Regions from separate parts of the Mus musculus genome. Here all the other regions are linked to region 7. A link is a contact called in public HiCAR-type and promoter capture Hi-C data. All regions are on one chromosome and are shown on one strand. The core of a region is the stretch at or near the end of the contact, and the rest is flanking DNA. Distances in the headings are between cores, read along the strand shown. Region 1 holds the start of Dennd4b (DENN/MADD domain containing 4B). Region 2 holds the start of Ubap2l (ubiquitin-associated protein 2-like). Region 3 holds the start of Gatb (glutamyl-tRNA(Gln) amidotransferase, subunit B). Region 4 holds the start of Chtop (chromatin target of PRMT1). Region 5 holds the start of Rps27 (ribosomal protein S27). Region 6 holds the start of Ints3 (integrator complex subunit 3). Region 7 holds the start of Prcc (papillary renal cell carcinoma (translocation-associated)).

Region 1 (3,305 bases), core at 711-3,210, 2.4 Mb after region 7:
CCCCCAGGACCCTCACGTCCTCAACCACCAGAACTTGACCCACTGTTCCCGCCATGGCTCAGGACCTAATATCATACTCACAGGTAAGGGAGTGTGGGTGCTGGTGGAGACTGGCAGGAAGAGTTGACAGCCTCACTGCTGTGATAGGAGCTTGAGGGGTCTGGAGGTGTGGCCTGAGATCCTTACCCACCTCTTGTACACACAGGAGACTCTTCCCCAGGTTTCTCTAAGGAGATTGCAGCAGCCCTGGCTGGAGTGCCTGGCTTTGAGGTGTCAGCATCTGGGTTGGAGCTGGGCCTGGGGCTAGAAGATGAGCTGCGCATGGAGCCACTGGGCCTGGAAGGACTAACTATGCTGAGTGACCCCTGTGCCCTGCTGCCTGACCCTGCTGTGGAGGACTCATTCCGTAGTGATCGGCTACAGTGAGGGGACCTCACTGCCATCCTTCTTCATGGCCCTGTCCCATCAGTCTTCATCCCTTCCCCCTGGCCAGTAGAGACTACTCTCTGCCCCCAGATCCTTTTTCTAATATGAATGAAGGATCCTAAAACTGAGGAAAGGGAAGGGGCTTGGCCAGGTGGCCCCTGAATGCTGTATGTCTGGTGGGCTTGGGGGAATTCAAGGGAGGGCCTAAAAGCACTTGTAACTTTGAAAACCGTCTGTCTGGAGGTCAGAGCCTGTTGGGAAGCAAGGTGTAGAGGGAAATCTTGGAGAGAGGGCTTGTCCAGAAGGGATGGGCACTACCAGCCCCTCCCTATTTCTCTTCCCCTTGCAATGGAAGAGAGAGCCAGAATGGATATTATTTTTTATTAAATATATTATATGTTAATAAAAAATCCTATTAAACCTTTTGTGTGCTTGGCTATTTGGTACATGGCTGGGGACCTAAGGAGGTTTGGTGCCATAGGTTCTTTTGTGTTGCATTTTTGTTTGTTTGTTTTTTGACAGGATTTCTCTTACATAGGGCAGACTACCTAGAAGTCACACGTGCCCGTTGGCACCTTGGCTTCCTTAGTGCTAGGGCTACGGGTGTGCGTTAATCCTCTCAGAACTTTTGTGCTTGTGCGGAAGCACCATTCTCAGATTTAGGTCCCAAACTGGATGTATCCTAAAGCCTATACAGACTTCACCGAGGCAGCAGGAAGTCACCTTATGTGCCCTTGTTTGTTTAAGGCCCTGCCTGCTGCAGCATCAGGGGATGGGGCACCGTGACTAGCCTGACAAGTTACTCTTCTGAAGCCCTGGGTAAGGAGAGGCTGTTGTCCCAAGTCACAGTTGTTTCTGTTAGAAAATCCTCCCCTCTCCTGGAGGAGGCTATTGCCAGTGTTGATGCTTCTAGAGAGAAGTAAGCAGGCCTAGCTGGCTTACTTGGTTTATGTTTGGGGGACCTAAGCAATCTCATGTTCTGAGGACTGTATGTCGATTCATCCATTTCACTGCTCCATTTGGGTTTAACGCAATAGATCCTTGGGAGACAACCATGTTCCACGAAGGCTTTGTTAGACTTCACCCAGCATAGTGAAAGGAGTGCTACACCTCCACTATTCGGCTTCATGCCTTTCTTCCTCTTTTTCAATGTTCTTGTCATTTCTCGAAAGAAGAACTGAGAGTTTCTGGCTCTGGCCAGTGGGTTCTAAACGTGGAAGTGGGGAGTCACCTGGGTTTCCCAGGTCTAGGTCTTCAGGGCCTTCGCTGTGGCACAGTGGCCACATCTGACGGTAGGGCAGGACAGGAGCACCGACTCTGACTTCGGGGCCATCTGGGGTCAGTGTCTTGCTTTTTCCTCCGGGTGGTGGGAATCCGCTTGGTTGCAGGGGGCCCTCCCAGCCACCAGGGGTCGCACTGCAGGCGGCAGGGTGTTGGGCCGGCGCTAGCCAGGGTCACGGCCGCAGGCCCGGGTGTGTGGGGGGGGGCAGAATAGCGGAGGCGCCCGCGGCTCCTGGGGGGGTGGGGGGCGGGTATGAGTGGAGAAAGCAGGGCGCGTTGAAGAGCTTGGGGTCCCCAGCAACGTGGGAGCCGGGAGGACCGCGCGGCTGGAACTAGCGGTGTGGTGTGGCAGCAGTCCCCGCGTGGCGCAGCGCGCGGGGACGCTGGGACCGCCCAGATCTTCTTCCACCGTGCCCGGCGCCCTCGGCTGCTGCTTCTTCCTTCAGCCCGGGCGCGAGCGGCTCCTAAGTCGAGTGCGCCATGTCCGGGGCTGGATAGCAGCCCAGCCGCCCGCCGGCCCGCCAGCCCGCCCTCAGAGCCACCCGCCAGCGGGCCGGCTGGGGAGTCCCAGGGCAGGCAGGTAGGGGCCGGACCGGGCGGGGCGGCGGGCGGGTTAGGGCGGGCGGAGGGCGGGCGGCTCCAGGGACTGTCCCCAGCTGTTCTACGCTGCGCATCTGGTTCCGCTTCCTCCCTCCCAGAGAAGTGAAAGTGGAGGGGAGGGCGCAACCCAGAGCTAGCTAGCTGTGCTCGACATCCTACAACCTGGAGCTCCCGCGGGCGCTCAAGCCAGAGCACCCCTCCTTCCCGCCTGGGTCACGCGGCTGCTGGCGCTGCTGCCGTCACGTCCTCGGCAGTCCCCGCGCGCGCTTCTCTCGGCCCTCCGGCCTCTTGCTCAGCCACCTCCCCCGCGCCGCGCCCTCTGCCCTAGCCCCGACTTCCCGTCATTCGGCATGTGGGCGTTGGGACCCAAAGTGGCTCCAGTGCCGTTGTTTTCCCCCAAGGGAGAAGGGGCTGCATTCTATAGGACTCTTCCCTGGCTGGATAAGGGAAGGCCTGGACACACAAGTCCTGTTGATCCGGGACCACCCACTTGCCTATAGAGGGTCTCATCTAACGGCTTTTGCCTACTGTCTGGAGCACAGAACTACTATTGGCCTGCAGTGGATGAGAGAGTGAGCTGTGTCCTGGAGTTAAATCAGGAGGCTGACGCTGACTCCTGGCTTCACCTCTCAGATGTAGAGAAGCTCAAGCTAAATTTAGCTTGAGTTGGGGCATGTGTGTCCAGAGGCCAGGTTGAGAAGACAGTCGGTTTGGCTCTAGTTCTCTGAGGAAGAGCGGGAGGTTAAATAGACTGTGCATCCTGGAGACACTAAAAGCTTCCCTGCCTTGCACAGGACCCTTAGTGGGAGGTCTGCGTTGGTCTGATGCTGTGCTGGCACCTTAAACAGTACTATCCCCCCCGCCCCCCCAGCGATACCACACACCCATAGGCTGACTTATGCTGAGCTAGCGACAGCTTCCCCTTCGCAGCCATTTCAGGAAGTAGCCTCCCTTCCCCTCTGAAGCACTCTCTCAGCCTCTAGCCCCTTGCAAGCTAC
Region 2 (3,370 bases), core at 622-3,121, 2.2 Mb after region 7:
AAAACCTAAGTACTTAAGGGAAGTGGGATGAGAAAGAAGTATTGGAAACCAAGGGAACACTACAGAACAAGTACAGGTTTCAACAAAGAAGTGCCCTTGACTACATTTTGAAAGCCAGCTACTTAAAAAAATAGCCAGAGAAATTTTACTGAAAAAAATAAACAATAAGTATTTATTGAGAATCTACTACTTGTCCAATCCTTCAGGAAATACAAAAGCAGTGTGACTTAGTTGCTGCTCTCAGGGAGCTTACAATCTAATGTGAGAAACAATTCAGACATTCTGAAGTTGGACTGGGATGGGTAAGGCTTACCACTTCTAACAGAGAAACTAATTTTCCTAGACCTGTGTCCCATTCCCCAACCACCTTCAATCTAATAGGAGTCTTCCCAGTTAGAAACACTGGGGAAAGCCAGTACATTTAGCCCTTCCTCACTATTTTACATGACAGCAGTATCTCCCATTCACAACAGAAACAATCACTGGGATGATCTATAATTAAAGACAGTGGTATAGGACCCACAACACAGTCTTATCAACAGATACACATCCAAATATTTTAATCTCTAATGCTGGTTGTCAAACTGACTCATACCCCCCTCCCAGCAAGACACAGCAGATATCCCCAACGCAGAATATGGGAGGTGGAGACAAAAAATAATCTCTCCATTTAGTAGTCAGTGAGTCAAAGGCAAAAACAAATTTAACAAAATCGCCTTTAACTGTTTTTTCTTTCCACAACAACCTACACCAGAGGTTGCTAAATTTTAAGAATCGTGGAAAACAGTCTCTTGTTTGTGACATCACTTTGCAAAACAATTTAGGGGCTGTCCACCAGGTGAAGGGTCTCAAGAAATTTGGAATTCCATTCCCATTATGAGAAAAATGAACAAATGCCCAGTCTAGTGACATCCCTTAGGCGCAACACAATCCACGGGGGCCTCCATGTCCAGCTTCCCAAATAAGATAACTGCTTGGGTAGCCAAAACTACAGTATAGACAACAGGAAGTCAAAGACTGCAGCGAAAATATATTCCACGACCAGGGTCGGTAAGAAAGAAGGCAGGGTAATAAGAGGAGCTGACAAAGAGGCTGGAAATGAACAGAGAGGACAGAAGCCCACGCGCGGAGGATGGGAGACTCACCCCCCTCCGCGCCACATCTAGAGCCCATGGGGCCATTCGCTTCTCTACCTCCCACCCGGAACAAATTAATCCTCCGCACTCCAAACCGAGGGCCACATGGGGGAGTTTGGGGCAGCTCCACCCCATCGCCACCCCCCCTCCGCCCCCAAAACCAGGCCGGATCCGGATCAGAGGCCCAGAGAGGACTGGGGAGGGAGGAGGCCTTCTCCACAAGACACTGACCCTCCTAAACAACCCTACCTCAGGCTGGGCCCAGGCCTCGCTCGCCCGCGCTCTTTCTCGCTCTCCCCCTTCAGGCTCTAGCCACATGCCCCCCCCCTCCGGCTGCCCCAAGCCCCGCCCCGGCCACGCTCCCAAATCGAGGCCCCGGCTCTGGCGCGGCCCAGTAGGCCGCGAACCCAACTATAAACAAAACCCCCGGCGGCCAATTCGAGGTGGGGAGGTTGGACGCCCGGGTTCCCAAGACCAGAAGGGAGGGTGTACAGTGGGGAGACACACGGCGTGGGGGGGGCCTACCGCGGGACAGGAATACGGAGGGGACAGAGGAAAAGAAGGGAGGGTAAAAAGGGGATCGCGGATTTAAAGGGGCCGCGGACAATACCCGGCCCCGCCGCGTTGCCGCTGCCGCCGCCGCCGCCGCCAACGCCGCTGCGCTCCCAACTTTACCTCAGTCTCCTCCACACTGACACCCCGGGCCGCGCCGCCCCTGTCACGTGATATAAGATTCCCTCCTCCCCACCCCCTCCCTCCTTTTCCCTCTCGCGCTCGCTCTCGCGCCTTCCCCCTCCCACTTGCCTTCCTGCGTCCCTCAGCACGTGACGCGAAAGGGCCGCGCACGTCAGCGTGCGCGCGCCTCCCCGCCACGAAACACTGCTCTTGAGTTCCGCGCGCCCGCCCCGCCCCCGCCCCGCCCCGCACGGATCCGCCTCCATCACGTGACTCCAGTAAGGTCTCGGCTTCCTCTTACTGGCGTAGTTCCGCGTCTCCGCACTCCCAGGTACCTTTGCGGACATAAGTCACGTGGCGGAGGGGGTGGGGGTGGGGAAATGGGACGGGAAGGTCCGATGCTTAACTAGCGCCCCCATCCACCATGTTTTCTGACGGACTCTAGCCTGGTTTTTTTTTTTTTTTTTTTTTTAATCGAAAACCATATGGAAATGTTCGGAGAGCTCCAGGGAACCTAGGTTCCCTGGCTTCGGCAGAGCCTGGGCTAACGCGCGAGCGCGGCGGGACTGTCCTAGCAGGTGTTCCCGGAGAGAGAGGCGATGGCGTCTAGTAGTAACTGGCTTTCTGGAGTGAATGTCGTGCTGGTGATGGCGTACGGGAGCCTGGTGAGATCCCCATTCTCTTCCTCTTGTGGCATTTGTCTGAGTCCCGACCCTCTGAGCCGGACTCCTGAAAAGAAGGCTCCTGAGCCGTTCTGTCTTTGTTCTTCAGCCACTTAACTTGTTTTGTTTCTGGACTTCCGAATTGTATCCGTAGACAGTCTGAGATCTTTAAGTCAAAGCTGCCTGGCTCTAAGTAAGAACCCTCCCTCTTAAATTCTAGAGCCCAGATTAACATGCCTCTCCGTTACTAGCCCCTGACCCACCTCCGTCCTTAGCGACCCGGCTTCGCCCCAAAGCATCCAGCTCTGAAGGCCTAAACCCAGGGATTTTGAAAGTGAACATTTTAAAAAATTATTGCTATTACTAAAATGGCTCTAATCTCTTTGGGCAGGTATTCGTACTGCTGTTTATTTTTGTGAAGAGACAAATCATGCGCTTTGCAATGAAATCTAGAAGGGGACCTCATGTTCCTGTAGGACACAATGCCCCCAAGGTAGGTCACTAGAATGCAAGGTAAACCTGTTCTTTGGCACAAGGAGATTTTTCTCGGACTTTAAAAGAAGACTTTTATTCATATGCTTCCTTTCATTCCACAGTCTAAGCAATAACTTCCTGCTCACTGCTGCTCCACAACATGTACCTTAAGATTTAAACCAATTCAGCTGTAAAATGTCTCATCTTCAACTAAAATTACTAAATATTTCATGTTGCTTTAGTTTAAGCATGATGCTGAGAACACTTACAGTTGGTTCCAGCGTTGTGAGAATGGTTGCCTTTGCAGAATTTTAAAGATGCCCATTGTGCTTGCTTAGAATGCAGACGACTGGGTTTAATCCTTGACACTGCTGAAAGCAAGGGGCGGGGCAATAATCACCTAGTTATACTTTTCAAGTCAAA
Region 3 (2,990 bases), core at 300-2,799, 2.3 Mb before region 7:
TGTGGGAGAGCCTAAGCCTGGCTCAAGTTTTGAGACCTGTCTCAGTCACTTCCATATTGGGGTGACTCAGCAAGACCTGTTTGGCCCTGCCTCTGCCCTGTCGTTGCTGATGTAGAGCTTTGCCATTGACCCTGTCAGTCACTACGCCATCTTACCCCACCAAAACCCGCCTCCCTATGTTCCAAACTTATATAAGCAAGAGGCTGACTCCATAAAGTTGAGTTCCTGCTTCAACAAGACTCCCAACTCTGTGTGTTTCTTTTGGGCCGTTGACACTCGCCATCCTGCTCAGCCCTGGAGAGACCCCAGAGGGACAGGGACCTCTCTCCTCTGTCCTGGACCTGTCAGCAAGGAGCAGGTACAGAACCTCCAACTCTCGATCAGGTCCCTCAATCTCACCTTGCACATCTCCCAGAAACATATGTTTTACTTTACCCTTCACCACTACCCCAATCTGTTATTGCGTTTCTAAAGAACATACCCTCTCAACAGCCCCCATTTGTCAAATACATTCACTGCACTGTACTACTTCATATATTCTTGAGGCGCCTACTCTGTACTCTGGAAATACTATGGTAAATACCAGACAAGGATCCATTGAAATCAAAGATAGCTGTTAAGACTATGTTGACAATTAAAATCAGGCAATGAAAGTAAGAACTATTGTAGACTAAGTTTTCAAATAAAAAAAAAAATCACCTGGAATTTCAACAAGGGATATGAAAGGCTCTGCTTGGTTTTGCCTTCCTGAGGGTGGGACCTAGCATCTCTACATGGTAGGCAAATGCTGTACCACTGAGGGATATGCCCAGTCCAAGATGAGTTCTGAAGTCAAACAACAAAAGAAATCCATTGAGGTGATGTCTTTTTTTCTATCAAAGCTTTCTAACACAAGAAATTGTTTCAGATGTTGGCTAAGAAAAATAGTAAGTAAAAAGCACATAAAAGTTTAAAAATTTTTTTCGGACATGAAAACAATTTTTAAAACGTTTTTCTGTATGGTTCCTCTCCCTAAAATGTCAATTCTTTAAAATATAACATCCCCAAAGTCTTTCTTTCTAGCATATCAATGCTGCCTTATTATTGAACTAGGTATATATAGCAGGCATGCAAATAAGTATCAGTTGAAATAATGCACAAATTTGTGTGCGAGGTGTGCGAGCAAGACAGAAAAAATAAAAGCGTTGGAGGGTCCAGGAAGCCTTTGTGGTAATGTTAGGGTCATTTGTTTCAACTCACGGGCTTAAGCTGAGTATAAAATCCTTGGTGAGGCTTCCTTGCTTGGCGCTCCCTCAAAGAGCTGTCAAAGTACACACAAGCTCTACCGCCACAAAGCTCTCCAACTCCCCGCTAGGAGGAGTCACACAGGACCCACCAACCTTCCCACTTCTTTGGTTCCGCCCCTCCCTAACAAAGTTCCGGCAGCCTTTGAATTGGGTTGCTGGGAACAGTAGTCTTCCGGTCAAGAGCTACACGGGTTGTGGCGCATTGCCAGAACTACGCTTCCCAGGGAGCCTCGCGGCAGAGGGAGGGTGGGTCACCTGACCGGGACTTCGGCGACGCTATGGCGGCGCCCATGCTGCGCTTGGGTTTCCCTGGAAGACGCTGGGCTTTAACATGGCTAGATGGCGGTTCCCGCCACCGAAGTGGCTCTCAGACTGGGCCCACATCCAACTGGGCTAGGAGACAGAGTTCAGTGGCTCAGCCTTCCCTCCACACGGCTCAGAAGCCGAGGAAAGGGTATATCTTCTTCGTACTTTTGCCTGTCTCGTGGAAGTGCAGAACGAAGATAATGGCCCCGGCAGCCCAGCCTGAGGGTTTTAGTGTGCTGGAGGGTGGTCACCTGTGTTATGGGCAACTGAACCTAAATGAAAACACAAAACCAGGCCTGCCACCTTCAGCCTCACACTTAAAACTTCTGTCTTAAAGTAGGCATATTTGGACAACGTGCGAATGTAAAATAGCGTTTCCTCCAGTCGTCTTCTCAGACAGAAGACTGGAATACTTTGCCCTACTAACTCGTGTGGGGTCTGCGACACTAGACTCTGGCTCGTATGTAGCGGGCATTTGGCGTCACTACAGGCTAGCAATAATTTAAAGACAGAAAATAGCCGTTGTACAAAGCCCCAGATAGGAGAGGTCTTATTAGTCAGAAAGCACTAGCTATCTGTGGTTTTATTGTGGGCATATTTGTCTAGACCCCAGGAGGATGTTAGTCGACTGACGAAATCTTTCCCCGATTATATAAAGAATTGCTTATGTTGTACAGCAGTTAGTTGCTTCCGTGTACATGATTTAAAGCTTCTTTTAAAATACAGCAACAAGGCAATTTTTAAAAAAGTTTTGTTTTGTTGAGGTTGGCATTCTTTTTAGCATTTCAGTGAAGAAGAGAAGAAAAATGTCCAAAATCATCACCTTTCTATTCTCTTCATAAACTAGACTATTTTCTTTCCACGAAATGAAACTGCAGAAATACTTCGATTAGCAATTAGAACATGCAGAATTTCTGAATTTCTTAGTTTATTTCCTCTCTCTTGAAAGCTTTATTATCAAATTTTAGAAAGAAGGAATTAATCTTTTCTCATTCCTTCATCTGTTGAACTGCTTAAAACAAAACTGAATGCACATGAATTAAAATCTGACTAATATAGAAAATGTCTAGGGAGAAGTGAAGACTAGGAACATACATAGGAATAGAGAATTTAATTCCCCAAAGAGAGTGGAGTACTGGCTCACCAGAGTAGGGCTGTTCAGATAAGAGACAGTATATCACTGTAAGCATTTACAAAGATTTGCTAGCAGTGAAGTATGAACAAATGAAAAAAATTTAAGTTTAGATCTCAAGAACTGGATGGGACTTGGTGGATGAAAACAAAGTTTCCTCTAATGGTTTTCTGTTCTTTTTCACGGGTTTTAAGGAATACCATATTGTGGTAGTCTATGGTATCTGATCCTGCTTCTGTAGCTACAAGCTCTTAACAATGAACTCA
Region 4 (3,177 bases), core at 470-2,969, 2.6 Mb after region 7:
TTAGTCACAGCATTCCTGAAGCAGAGGTAGGTGGCTCCCTTTGAGTTCGAGGCTAGCCAGGTCTACATAGCAAGTTCCAGGACAGCCACGGCTACCTAAGAGAAACCCTGTGAGGTGGGGGCTTACGTCCATACAATAGTTATAAAAATTTCAAAGCTCCAGGATGGAGAACATCTGCCAAAGTCTCCAAAATAGCAGAATGAGATGTAGCCAAAGCCTAGGAGTTTGGCTTTCAATAGTTCTTCTCAGCCTGGACTGTATGTGACTTAGCTGAGGAATGTTTGAAAAAAAAAAAAAAAAGAAAAAGTCCCTCCCAAACTAAACTAAATTCTTGATGCCTGGATCCAGACCAATTAAAGTACAATCTGGCCATGAGGATGGGGTACAGCAACTGGGATTGGGGGTGCTACCCAGGTACATCTTACATGTCTATAGAAAGTTGAGGGTCATGGATCTAGAGAAATGGAGGAGCTGGGAATATAGCTCCTCAGTAGAGTGCTTGTTTAGCACTGATGAAGCCCTGGGAAGTTCAATTCCCAGCAGCAACAGGGGAGTGGTGTAACAGTCTGAGGCTGTAACGGGTTACATTGTCACACTGTGAGGACCGGACTCTCATACACCCAAAATAAAAAGAAAAGCCTAGTTTCAAAATCGATTCTCAACTCCAAATGCAGGTGGAGCTCTAGTTAGACATGGCAGGGGAAAGACAGAAGAGGTTTTCTAAATGGGTATTCAATCTGAGAGCTCTGTTAAGAGCACACCACAATATTTTAACTGTAGTGGCATATACTGGGGAGGGGCTGAGGCAAGGGGGTCACAAGCTCAAGGCGAGCCCGGGTGATTTGACAGACCCTGTTTCAAACTAAGATTATTATTATTTTTAAAGCTGGAGATGTTAACTCGGGGCGCTAGTTTAGCCAAAGTACGATTTTGGGTTCAACTTCGGTGCCGCAAAAAAAAAAAAAAAAAAAAAAAAAAGAATCAAAATCGAACACCCAGAGCCGCCGCTAATTCCTGTACTCCTCATTTGACCTCCACCTCGAAGCCTCTCAGGACTCCAACTTTGATCAGGCGACTATTTCCGTGGTTATCCCCATCAAACGCTATTCTGGGGCGAGGCTTTGGCTCCGATGGAGGACGCTTATCTAGGTAAGCAAGACACTGGATTTGAGGCCAAACCACTACGACCAGCACCACCAGCACCAGCACCTGCACCAGACACGCCAACCACAAGCAGCACCCGCACGGCTAGCGGCCCAGCTCGCTGGCCGCGGTTCCGGCTTAGCCTCCGCCTCCCGGCTCCGCCCCCTCCCCGGCCTCTGCGCACCTCAGCCCGGTCCACACCTGCCACCCACGCCACCGGGCCCCGGACCCCGCGCCCCTCCACCTCTGCCCTCTCCACAGAAACTCACCGAAGGAGATGGACGCCAGCGCTCCTCCCGGGGTTGCCACCACGGCTGCGGCGGGCGGCCCGGAGGCCGGCCTAACCTGAGCTGACGGCGGGCCGCTCGGGTTAACTAGCTGGGCGGTTGGCTTAGATGCTTAAACGGTAGGATGTGAGGCTTCCTCGTTGTGGGTTGAGTATCTAGCTGACCGATCCTCCCGCTCGTCAAGCCTGCCCTTTCCTGCCTTTCGTCTGGGCCCCCAGAGCCGGCGCCGCCAACTCCCGCTTGGTGTCCAAAACAAAATGGCCGCCGGGCCCACCAGTGCAGCGTGACCGGCTAAAATGGCGCCGACGGGCTTGCGTCAGTGCGCGCGCAACTAGGGGCGTGGCAACATGGTCCTTTGGCCTAGCGCAAGAATCGCAGCGAATCCCCACTGACTTTGGCAAAGATCCCTTAAGTTACGTGTAGTGCTCCGCCTTCGGGGGCGTGGCCAGTGGCCGTAATCGCTAAGTACCTCTAGACTACCTTCTGGACAAGTTTATGCCCCACTTTGGTGGGATTTTTGGCTTGCAAATAGCAGCTTAGATTGGCAACAGTGTTTGTATCCTTTTATTTCCCATTCCCAAGCTAAAGACAACTGTAAAAAGTCTTTATTAGGACCTTGAGACCTGGCTAATTTGCTCAGGCCCTCAAACCTATTTGTAGAGTTTCTGTTTCTTTTTGAGGCAGGCTTCCTTTGTGTAGACCAGACTGGCTTCGAACTCACAAAGATCCACCTCCTGACCCCCCCTAACCCCGCCCCTCCCAGTACTGGGATTTAAGACCCACACTGGACTCATCTACATCCTTTTATAGGGACTGCCTCTAGAAGATGTGGCTAGTTTTAGGGTGGGTCTTTTTACCTCAAGTAATCCAATAAAGCAAATCTGTATCCCCACTTATGTATCCCTAGTTCTTACATAATGTCTAGCAATGATGAGGCATCAATAAACACTGAATGAAGCTTGGGAAAAAGTTCTTCTAGTAGTTTTTTGGTTTTGTTTTCTGGTTTTGTTTTTTTGTTGTTGTTTTTTTTTTTTTTTTTTTTTCCGAGACAGGGTTTCTCTGTGTAGCCTTGGATGTCCTGGAACTCACTCTGTTGACCAGGCTGGCCTTGAACTCAGAAATCTGCCTGCCTCTGCCTCCCGAGTGCTGGGATTAAAGGCGTGTGTCACCACTGCCTCTGGTAGTTTTTTTGAGACAGAGTCTCTATAATGTAGTTCTGGCTGTTCTAGAATTCTCTATACAGACCAGGCTGGGCTTGGACTCACAGAGATCCTCCTGCCTTTTACGTCCCAGGTGCTGAGCTGGTGTTAACTATGGTACGTGCCACCATTTCTAGCTTTCTTCAGATTTTTTAAAAAAGATTTATTTATTTATTATATGTAAGTACACTGTAGATGTCTTCAGACACACTAGAAGAGGGCACCAGATCTCGTTACGGATGGTTGTGAGCCACCATGTGGTTGCTGGGATTTGAACTCCGGACCTTTGGAAGAGCAGTCAGGTACTCTTACCCACTCAGCCATCTCACCAGCCCCACATTTTTTGATGGCTTGTTTATTTCTGTTTCTGGCTATGTAGTATGGGCTGGCTTGGAACTCAAAATCTTCCTGCCTCATCCTTCAAGTCCTGGTATTACCAATTACTCATACAAATCCTTGAGAAGCCAATGACACTTGGATTCCAGCTAAAATTTTCGGACCCCTACATTTCTGGGTTTTGAGTGTTCCTTAAATAAGGAACTAATGTA
Region 5 (3,278 bases), core at 306-2,805, 2.3 Mb after region 7:
AAACTAAACCTCCAGATCAAGTTTGTAGTAAGTATAAATAAAAGCTCCTAGGTGGTTAAGTCACGTGTGTAAAGATTACATTTCTGAGGCTGGATTCCCGAAGCCCTCGGTGTCTGTCTGTTCCTAGCACCACAAAAACCGCAACAGCAGTACACACCTACAATGCCATCACTTGACAGGTATCCTGTCACATACACTTGAAGCTACCTAAGGCCATCTCAACAACACACAGAAAAACAGTAACCCTCTGCTTCTCAGGCACTGGGATTAAAGCAGCCTGGGTACCATTATCCCTAAATAAAGACAGTCCCCACTGTCACACACCTTTGTATGACACAATGTTTCCAATAACCATTGCTAAAAGTTACTACCAAAAAGACATAGAAGAGTAAGCCCAATTATACACTATCACCAGTTTTAAACCATGGTCTAAGATTTATACAGTGAATCTAGATAAAAATGCCCCCAATGGACTCTAGGTGTTTGGCCACTTACTTGACCCCAAAGGGACCACTCTTCTGTTTGCCCTGGGATATGTGAGGCACCACTTGCTACCAGTTAAACAAGACAAACATTATATATCCAAAACGTGTTTATTGGGAAGGTTCCCACTCATCTTCAATCAGGGGCTTTCAGTGCTGCTTCCTCCTGAAGGAGCATCCTGGAAGAAAAAGATGCAAACGTTACTTCTGCCTGCCACTGACCCTGCCTCATCTGCAGAGTGCTAAACCTTCCTAACAGGAGTGCAGCTGGCTTTACCAGCCGGAAGCCTTGCATTCTACTCAGCCTTTCACCTTAGGACCCCAAAGCCAAACAAAACCCCAACACTGAGACCACTCACCTTCTGTCAGCCTTGCTTTTCCACCTGTAGGCTGACAGAGGACAGTGGAGCAGCCAACACACAAGACTACCGTTTGTGCATGGCTAAAGACCGTGGTGATTTTATAGCATCCTGGGAAGAAAAAAAAAGAGAAGAAAAATGTTAACTTCTTTTATTCCTCTCCAAGTTACCACTTCTGAACTCGTAATAAAATCAAAAATTAAGTTACAACCATTAGTACAGTTTAGTTTTCCCGCACAGCTGAAAACCACTTCCTTACCTGGGCATTTCACGTCCATAAAGTAGGAATTGGGGCTCTGCACCAGGCGCTTTTTCTTGTGTTTCCTCTTCTCCTCTTCTGGAGAGGGATGAAGGAGATCCTTTGCGAGCTAAAAGGGGCAGAAATGCAAAGACTTAGAAGGTAATGGAGGAAAGAGATGATGGGAAAGAGCCCCCACTGGCACACACCGAGGAGAACTCGCCCCTCGCCGCCCCTGGTGTCTGCGTAGCTGGGCCGCCATCTTATCTCCTCTCCGCTCCCGTCTACGCGGCTGACCCGTGGGCCGCCGCGGCTCTGGTTACTGTCCTAAGAGACGCAGAGCGCACATGTGGACCCTGTAGGACCCGCAATTAGCGCAAGAGGACCGTGCGGACCCAAGAGCGAGTTCTCTGTCGAAACCTGGACCAAGGAACTCACAGGCATGTTCTCGTAGGGAGGTCGTCACCGCCGGAAAGGAGCGAAAGCGGAAATCCTGTTCCTTATATCTGATATGGGACAGGAAGTGACGAGCCGTGTTGCTTCGCCATCTTCGGAAGGTCTTCTACTCTGTTCGAATGCAACGGAATGCCCGTTGACTGCCATTTGTAGAAGGTCCGTAAAGGCTCCTCGCGTCGCGGGCGCGTAGCCATGGTGAGAGAGTTAGCTTCTATTTTGAGTTCAGAATTTAGCTGCTGTGGCGAGAAAAATGGATACTTTTTTCTCACGTAGTTTCCGACTACGCTTTGACAGCTGGAGTGTGATGGGAACATCACAGGTGAACACCAGCGAGAAGCTTTTATCCATGACATTTTTAGTTATTGATAGTCTTTACCATTTTCCAGTTGGTTTGATTTACGCTGATTAATAATTCTAGACGTAAATAGGTTTTTTTTTTTAAAAAATGAGATACCTGCTTGAAGCTGGGGGTGTACTACGCTGGTAGGTAGAGTGCGTGCTAAGAATGTGCAAAGCGTAAACTGGGCAGGGCGCAGTGGTGCTGTCAGTGGCTCAAGGCTGGAATCTCAGAACTTCAGAGGATGAAGCGGGAGGACGAGGAGTTCAAAATCATTCTAGGCACTGGGCTTCCTAGCAAGTTTGAGGTCTGAGTGGACTACAGGAGACCCTGTCTGAAAAAACAACAAAATCAAATCCTGTTCATATTTGCTCCACTGCAGCTAACCCTATTGTTTACCTTTATTGTTTTGTTGTTGCTGCTGTTTTCCAGTGCTAAAGATAGAGCCCGACTTTGTATTCTTACAATTCTTTACCTTTGAGGAATAAAATCAAATATCCTTACACCACTTGACACGTGCATTGCTTTTAAAGTGCTAATTAAAGGCCAGACGAGGTTGGTCACACCTTTATCACTGCATTCTGGCAAAGCATGGAAGAGACTGAGTTCTGGCCAGCCTGATCTAGCAAGTTGTAGGACAGCCAGAACTACAAGAGATGTCTCTAAAAACCAAATCAAAACAAAAAGTATGTTATTTAACTATGGAGCTGCTGTAACCATTACCACATTGTACAAATTTGTGTGTTTGCTGCTCAACACAGAGGCAGGTGGATCTCTGAATTCAAGTGTCTATAAATAAAATAATAAATAAATAGTCCATGCTTAAATGAATGCATGTTGATTTTGGATTTTGGCAATATACATGGCAGAGATATCTTGGGAAATAGATTCTAGGTTTAAAAATGAAATTCATGGCCAGGTGTGGTGGTGCACGCCTTTAATCCCAGCACCTGGGAGGCAGAGGCAGGCGGATTTCTGAGTTCAAGACCAGCCTGGTCTACAAAGCGAGTTCCGGGACAGCCAGGGCTACACAGAGAAACCCTGTCTCAAAAAAAAAAAAAAAAAAAAAAAAAGAAAGAAAGAAATTCATTCCTTTTCCTAGACTGAAAATAATTTCTTATAATACTTGTACATCTGCAATTTATCATGTGAGCAGAAGTATGAAAATGCAGGGGATGAGGGGGGAGGCAGGGACAGGGTTTCTCTGTGTAGCCTTGGCTGTCCTGGAGCTCACTCTGTAGACCAGTCTGGCCTTGAAATCAGAGATCCGCCTGCCTCTGCCTCCCGAGTGCTGACTCTAGTATGCCTGTACCACCAAGCTTTTTTGTTTGTTTTGAAGAAAGGGTCTTGGCCTCTGGCAGTAGTGGTGCACTCCTTTAATCCCATAACTTAGGAGGCAAGGCAGA
Region 6 (3,201 bases), core at 448-2,947, 2.5 Mb after region 7:
AAGTGGCTACACAGATCATCTCTAGTTAGTCAAGCACAGGGTGAGACCAAGCAAAGAAAAGGAAGGGACAAGCCTCCTCACTCATGTTCTGTGTCTGCCTGTCGTTGTTTTGTTTTGTTTTGTTTTGTTTTGTTTTCTGAGGCTGGGTTTCTCTCTGTAGCCCTGGCTGTCCTGGAGCTCTCTTTGTAGACCAGGCTGGCCTCAAACTCACAGAGATCCACTTGCCTCTGCCTCCCGTACCTCTCCTTCGTGTGTGTATGTACTCTCTGGTACTAAGGAAAGCAGTCCCCTATATACTGGCTCACCCCACTGCTATGACTGATATTACCAAACTAGATACTACTTACTTGTAAGTCTTCACTCACTCTATAAATGCTCGGTTAAAATCACTGACAAGTGTCTGTATCCACACACAGTCAATGATACCATCTAAGAAGAGGGGCCAAGTCTGTAGGAAGTTGCCAATCCTCAGACACCTGCCTGTAAACACATATATACTTTTCAACTTAACACTCTCAAATAGGGTGGATATTTTAGATAGCTATTGGTGTGTATGTGGGAAGAAATGAAAATAACTTTGGTCAGTACTGATGCTACATCCCTTCTGTAACCAACACCCCTCACACCCATTTTCTTAATAGCGGCAGCTGTTACTAGGGCAACCTGTCCAGGAAATTGACCCACACTTCTTCCTCCAGAAGCAGGAAGCAAGAGCAATGTTTCTGCCTTACAAAAAAAAAATAATAATAATAATAAATAAATAAAATAAACTTGAAGGCCTTTTCTCCCCACCCCCACCCCATATGCGATCCAGCATCCCTCCTCAACCCAATTCCTTACTCCCTTCCCCACCCCCCACACCTACCTCCTCTAACTCATCCTTGGCATCCAAACTGGTTGAAAGTAGCAGCCTCCCCCCTCCTGGGGCTCCTGCTCCCGCTCCTCCTCCTCCACCTCCCGCTGCTCCTGATGCAGCAGCTGCTACGGTCCCCTTTCCCTTCTGTAACTCCATGGCTGCAGCCAAGAGACCAGAAGAGGTCAAGGGAGTAGACGGGTGTTAAGTCCTAGAAATGGAGAACTCTGGCTTGCCAAGGACGAGGAGCAAGAGGAACAAGTGGGAGGGAGGCCGACAGGCCTGGCTTTCCGCACTCTTGCCTCCTCTCCTGCGGAGGGGGAAGGCGCGGGTTCTCTAGATGCTCCCTCAGGAGTGGCCGGGCTGGGGCAAAGCTTTTGCGCAGAAGTATGGTAGACTAAGGGTCTTGTGTCCTGCAGGGAGATAGGCAAGGCTGCCACCCTTGCAGAAGTGGAGGGGGAAACCCTCTGGCTTCTTATCCTGAAAGGAGGGGAAACCCTAAGTTTCTGCCTCTCGAGGCGTGGGAAGGAGTCCTGGCCCTGAATTGGGAGTGGGAAACCTTCCCGGCGGGATTGGGAAACGCGGTTCCTTGGAATCCGGCCCCTAGCGGGTGAGGATGCAGCAGGAGCGCTATGGGAGGACCAGCTTCTCCCCACACCACACAGAGGCGGCCATGGTGGAAGGGCGGGGGAGGCTGAGAGTGCCCGAGCGGGCAGAGTCGTCGCCGGCGCCGGAAGTGAGCAGTCGCGGTCCCGGGCGTCCGCCAATAGCGGCTTCCGCGGTGGCGCCAGGTCTCTAAGGAGTAAGCCGACGACGGCGGACTGGCCTTTTCCCGGGCTGCCAATTGTAGGGAGAAGAATTGAGTCTGGTCTGACGGGCAACAAGTGTGCCCAATCGCATCCTTCCTCTGCATCTGGAGGCGGGACGGGAGGTACGGAGTGGGTGCTACTGCTGGGCGATCCGGAAAAAGCCGGGCTGCGCCTGCGCGCGCCAACACGCATGCGCGACGTTTCCCTCTTGCTCCACTCCCTACAGGTGTTCGGAACGTTGTCCTTGGGTAGTAGGCTGGGAGGATGGAAACCTAGCCCATAAGTGTCTATTCAGGAAAAGGAGCTGCCGAGTCCCAACCCCTACGCAGTCGCGTAGCAAACGCCCTCAGGGTCTGAAGCTACTTCCTGAACTAAAAATGCTACACGCGGCCGATTGTATGAGCTCTTGGGTGTGCAATTATTAGTAACAATTTGAAAACAAAAAAAGTGCATTGATTCTCTAGTGCAAACCAAATAGTTAGAATCGTACCAGCACTCGCTTTAACACAGTTTACTAAGTGATGGGACCTCGTCTTTTGAGACTCTGGGACTGACAAATGTCACTGAAGCCTATTGTATTTACACACACACAATCCATTGAGAGTTGTGGTTTGTTGTGATCATAGTAGGGCTTGATTGTATGAGAGTTCTTTTACCGTGCGTCTCTCAACAGAACTTTTCATTTTTAGGCGTATGAGCCTATTGCTGTCCACAGCTCTAAGGTGGGTGTGGTAATATATGCCTGCCATCCTAATACGTGGGAAGCTGGCCCATCAAATTCATGTTCCCCTTCCGTCCCCCATTTGTAGATATAGGCCTATTTTCCTGCACTATCCATTTTCAAGGCCAGTGGGCAGGTAAATTGTTAACAATGTCCTTGGAAGAATTCCAAGTTCCATAGCTACTGTTTTGGGAGTGAAGCACTCTTGAACCCAAGCTGGCCTCACTTTTGTGGCATTCTTTCTGCCTCCCAGGGACTTCTGTATCCTAATTACAAATAAAATAAGACCCGGACTGGCCGATCTCCAAATACACTTCTGGCATTCTACAATCCTCCTGAGTAAGCTTTGAATAACTTCTAGGTAAAGGACTGATTCAGCCTCGGAACTACAAACAAGTCATTACAATAGCTTAATATAACCGGGACACATGTATTGGATGGAAAGAAGAAAAAGAAAGGGCCGGGCGTGGTGGTGCACGCCTTTAATCCCAGCACTCGGGAGGCAGAGGCAGGTGGATTTCTCAGTTCGAGGCCAGCCTGGTCTACAAAGTGAGTTCCAGGACAGCCAGGGCTACACAGAGAAACCCTGTCTCAAAAAAACAAAAAAAAAAAAAAAAAAAGAAAAAAGAAAAGAAGGAAGGAAAAAAGATGTATAATACTGAATATTCTTTCCATTTTTTTTTTTTTTTTGAAGTGTACTGGGTTTGTTTGTGGTACTGATGATTGAACTCAGGAATTCAAAATAGGTAAATGCCCTGCCAGGGAACTTCCATGTGCTTTTTTTAATTTTAAAAATTCATTTATTGTTTTTTGAGACA
Region 7 (3,222 bases), core at 9-2,508:
ACAAGAGGATCACAAGTTGAAGCCCAAGCTGAGCTACACAGTGATTCAAGAAAAGCCTGGGTTACAATACTAGAACCATGTCAAAATAAGTAAACATTCCATCTCTTCTCTAACTCCACTCATGTCCTTTACCTCCTTCCAGCCTTCTTATTTTAGAGATGGGGCAAAGGATAAGGCTGGTCCTGGATGTTCAACAGGAGCACTTTAGTCCCACCAGCTGTCACTTCAGGCGCCACTTTTAACCTGCCCTCAATATGGGAAGAGAAGCCAACTGAGATAAAGATGCTGAAAGGGAAAGAATTGTCTCCATGCATGCGCCTTAAGCCTGTCAGTACCAAGGATACCACGCATCCCTTTCTGCAAGGAAGTCCCAGGTTCCAGAATGCCTCATGGCCAATACCCTAACTCCCCAAAGCAGGCAAGTTCAGGTGAATTTAACCGCCTTCTAAGAGGATTCCAGCGGCTCGGAGTCAACGGATGCGTTTGTCGAGCTCCATTATGGTTACAAGTCCCTCCTACCCCTAAACTCCAGCCCAATGGGACTTGAGGTGCCCCCCCCCTCCATACTCACATCGCCCTTCTGCAGCTCCGGCGCCGCTATCCTAACCGGTTCGGTTCTCTTCTTTGGCTTGGGAAGGCCCAAGGGGGGTCCGACACCGCCCACAGCTGGGGGCAGACTGAGCCCAGGGCCTTGAGGCGATGGCAGCCCCAGCCCCTCTCCAACTCCCGCAGCTTCAGCAGGGCTCACTCCTGCAGGTGGCGGGAAGCCGCCCAGGCCAAAGGGCAGCGGCGGAGGCGGCTGCAGTCTGGGGTCTCCGGTGGGCGGGGGCAGCAGGAGCGGCGGGGGGAAGGCTGGGGCCAGCATCTGGGGGGGCGGGGGCAGCAAGGCCGGGCCTTTGGGTGCAGGAAGAGAAGCGAACAGGCCTCCTAAAGTGGGCCCTGGCATAGGAGCCGCCACATCCTCTTCCTCCGGCTCCGGCTCCGGCTCCGGCTCATCCGGCTCACTATCGTCGCTGCTGGCATAAGCAACCAGAGACATGGCGCCTCCCGCCTTTGGGACGCCCTTGCTGGCAGACTAGGCCTACTTGAGACCCGGGATGTCCCGGCGGCCTAGTAGGCCCTACCAGCGGGCAAGGCGGGGAACCGAAAAGCGCCTCCTGCTCCGTGCTCTAGAACTATCCCCGGCAGGAACCCATGGCTAGGGTTGATTTCCACCGAGTAAGAATTCCCGCTACACTTAAGCTCCTAGCACCAAGCAACTACACACACCTAATGGCCGCCGAGTCACTCCGCCTACTACTCACCTCACAGACTTAAGAACTACAATTCCCAGAGAAGACTTTAGCAACAACCCCATTCTCTACCTCCGGGAACTCAGTGCAAAGCATGGCGGGAATTGCAGTCTAAAGGTGGCGTAAAGGGTGCGCAGAAAGACTGAGCGAAAGCTTCCTCTGATGCAGTGATTCCTGGGATTCGTAGTTTGTTTGTTTGTTTGTTGTTGTGTGTCCTTTCAAGTCCTATGTTACTACAAGCCCCATGGATCAGCGCGGTAGCACGTAAGCATTTAGAGCATTTCGGTACTTGAAGTTCCTCAGAGCAGCTAAGGATTATGGGAGCTGTGGTACCCTTAGAAACTGCAAGTGTTGTCGGGAAAGTGATGAAGTCTGGGAAAGTAAATAGCTTAAAGGGAAAGTTACCTGTAAATAAAACAGTGATGCTTCCGAGTCGACCTGGGTGTTAGAACAAAGCACCCCAAGAAAAGACAAAGCTCTAGGGTACGTTATAAAATTAAGATTGCGAAGCCAGAAAGAAAACGAGGCCGCAGGCATCTGAGAGCATGGCAAGGGTGGTGTCATGCACCTTGAATCCCAGCACTAGGAAGTCAGACGCGGGCGGAGATCTGTGAGTTCGAGGCCAGCCTAGACTATGAAGTGAGGTCCAGGACAGCCAAGGTGACACAGAAAATCCTGTCTCTGTCTCACAGAAAAAAAAAAAAAAAAAAAAAAAAAAAAAAAAAAAAAAGAGTCAGTGCTCTTAACCAATGAATACACCAGTATACATCTAGTAACAGTACACACCTCCCATGAACGCTATCCCCATGAGTGTGGGGACTTGGGCTCCTTCCTCAGCAACTAGTGAGAAGCACGGGAAACTAGGGCAAGGTATTGGAGAATTGGAGATTAATCACTTTACCTCAGTAAAAGGACAGACTATGGCCCGGTACACTTCCAAGTTCTTAGGGGTTGATCACCTGTGCCCACCCTACAGTGCATGTGTCTTTGGCATTCATTTCTTGGCTGGATGTGCTGTCTTCTCGGCCTTTGCGTATGGCCCTCATATCCACCCACTTTTACTGCAGGCTTTTTCACATACTGCCCGTCTATGATGACGTGCTGTGCAACTGCTCTTCCCTGGCTCCCTGTGATTCTGGATCACTTCTGTCACCCTCTAACTGAGGGCCCTCTACTTGCCATGTCCTTTATACATGAACCCATCTCTCTGTGGGTACCTCCCTGCTCCTAAGAGCAGAAAACCTTTGAGGTCAGCCAACAACGAAAGAGCTGCTAGAGTTTGGCAGGGAGGAGGCTAAAGAACGTGGAAAGGGTGCTTTGAGCGAAGGATGAGGATTGTAAAGACTGTGAAAGGATGTGGCTCTTCCTCACCAGCCTCCTCGCCATGTGTCTGAACATTTGGCTTCATACACAAACTTATACCACCTTCTCTAGACATCTGCTTAAATCTCCCAGAATAACTTGTATACACCTGTGTTTAAACTATACTGAGTTTAGGCAGCTCAACATTACAGTGCTTAGCTAGCATGCACGTATGTACATGATTCAGAATTTGACACCCCACTGATACCTGTCCCCCCCCCAAAAAAAATTAAGATTTATTTATAGCCCAACAGTGGTGGCGCACGCCTTTAATCCCAGCACTTGGGCACTTAGGAGGCAGAGGCAGGCAGATTTCTGAGTTCAAAGCCAGCCTGGTCTACAGAGTGAGCTCCAGGACAGCCAGGGCTACACAGAGAAACCCTGTCTTGAAAAAAATATATATTGCCAGGCGTGGTGGTACATGCCTTTAATCCCAGCACTTGGGAGGCAGAGGCAGGCATATTTCTGAGTTCAAGGCCAGCCTGGTCTACAAAGTGAGTTCCAGGACAGCCAGGGCTATACAGAAAAACCCTGTCTCGAAAAAACAAACAAATATATTTTATGCGAG

What was found. Promoter capture Hi-C pulls out the DNA fragments that hold promoters and counts their contacts. HiCAR-type assays count read pairs that join an accessible place to other places. Capture Hi-C pulls out chosen DNA fragments and counts their contacts.
Region 1: a contact with region 7 is called in a promoter capture Hi-C map of liver, with 4 times the contacts expected there. The contact joins the promoter of Dennd4b here to the promoter of Prcc in region 7. A contact is called at or near these places in 1 of 39 promoter capture datasets (pre-B cells), 1 of 115 datasets of contacts at active chromatin or transcription factors (large pre-B cells) and 1 of 9 other capture datasets (liver).
Region 2: a HiCAR-type map of astrocytes shows a contact between it and region 7, with 2.6 times the contacts expected there. The contact joins the promoter of Ubap2l here to the promoter of Prcc in region 7. A contact is called at or near these places in 3 of 39 promoter capture datasets (embryonic stem cells, erythroid cells and hippocampal neurons), 1 of 115 datasets of contacts at active chromatin or transcription factors (astrocytes) and 1 of 9 other capture datasets (liver).
Region 3: a promoter capture Hi-C map of liver shows a contact between it and region 7, with 8 times the contacts expected there. The contact joins the promoter of Gatb here to the promoter of Prcc in region 7. A contact is called at or near these places in 3 of 39 promoter capture datasets (liver and pre-B cells), 2 of 484 Hi-C or Micro-C datasets (both in liver) and 1 of 9 other capture datasets (liver).
Region 4: a contact with region 7 is called in a promoter capture Hi-C map of pre-B cells, with 9 times the contacts expected there. The contact joins the promoter of Chtop here to the promoter of Prcc in region 7. A contact is called at or near these places in 2 of 39 promoter capture datasets (liver and pre-B cells) and 1 of 9 other capture datasets (adipose tissue).
Region 5: a promoter capture Hi-C map of pre-B cells shows a contact between it and region 7, with 6 times the contacts expected there. The contact joins the promoter of Rps27 here to the promoter of Prcc in region 7. A contact is called at or near these places in 3 of 39 promoter capture datasets (cranial neural crest, liver and pre-B cells), 1 of 484 Hi-C or Micro-C datasets (CD4 T cells) and 1 of 9 other capture datasets (liver).
Region 6: a contact with region 7 is called in a promoter capture Hi-C map of pre-B cells, with 6 times the contacts expected there. The contact joins the promoter of Ints3 here to the promoter of Prcc in region 7. A contact is called at or near these places in 2 of 39 promoter capture datasets (liver and pre-B cells).

Annotation. Positions count from the first base shown.
Region 1 is chr3:90,263,275-90,266,579 of GRCm38.p6, forward strand. It overlaps Dennd4b (DENN/MADD domain containing 4B), which reads left to right and starts at 1,961. Exons shown (of 28, transcript NM_001356483.1): 1 at 1,961-2,287. It overlaps Crtc2 (CREB regulated transcription coactivator 2), which reads left to right. Exons shown (of 14, transcript NM_028881.3): 13 at 1-83; 14 at 206-851. The coding sequence ends at 426.
Region 2 is chr3:90,050,644-90,054,013 of GRCm38.p6, forward strand. Ubap2l (ubiquitin-associated protein 2-like) reads right to left here and starts at 1,872. Exons shown (of 28, transcript NM_001165984.1): 1 at 1,812-1,872. It overlaps 4933434E20Rik (RIKEN cDNA 4933434E20 gene), which reads left to right and starts at 2,159. Exons shown (of 7, transcript NM_025762.3): 1 at 2,159-2,476; 2 at 2,865-2,966. The coding sequence starts at 2,411.
Region 3 is chr3:85,572,580-85,575,569 of GRCm38.p6, forward strand. Gatb (glutamyl-tRNA(Gln) amidotransferase, subunit B) reads left to right here and starts at 1,550. Exons shown (of 13, transcript NM_144896.4): 1 at 1,550-1,740. The coding sequence starts at 1,565. It also overlaps Gm3740.
Region 4 is chr3:90,507,779-90,510,955 of GRCm38.p6, forward strand. It overlaps Chtop (chromatin target of PRMT1), which reads right to left and starts at 1,720. Exons shown (of 6, transcript NM_001293776.1): 1 at 1,413-1,720.
Region 5 is chr3:90,212,093-90,215,370 of GRCm38.p6, forward strand. It overlaps Rps27 (ribosomal protein S27), which reads right to left and starts at 1,556. Exons shown (of 4, transcript NM_027015.4): 1 at 1,518-1,556; 2 at 1,101-1,209; 3 at 842-952; 4 at 575-661. The coding sequence starts at 1,523. The coding sequence ends at 633. It overlaps Nup210l (nucleoporin 210-like), which reads left to right. Exons shown (of 40, transcript NM_029937.2): 40 at 1-59. It also overlaps a transcript of Rab13 not described here.
Region 6 is chr3:90,431,939-90,435,139 of GRCm38.p6, forward strand. Ints3 (integrator complex subunit 3) reads right to left here and starts at 1,698. Exons shown (of 30, transcript NM_145540.3): 1 at 866-1,698. The coding sequence starts at 1,012.
Region 7 is chr3:87,884,304-87,887,525 of GRCm38.p6, forward strand. It overlaps Prcc (papillary renal cell carcinoma (translocation-associated)), which reads right to left and starts at 1,259. Exons shown (of 7, transcript NM_033573.2): 1 at 572-1,259. The coding sequence starts at 1,039.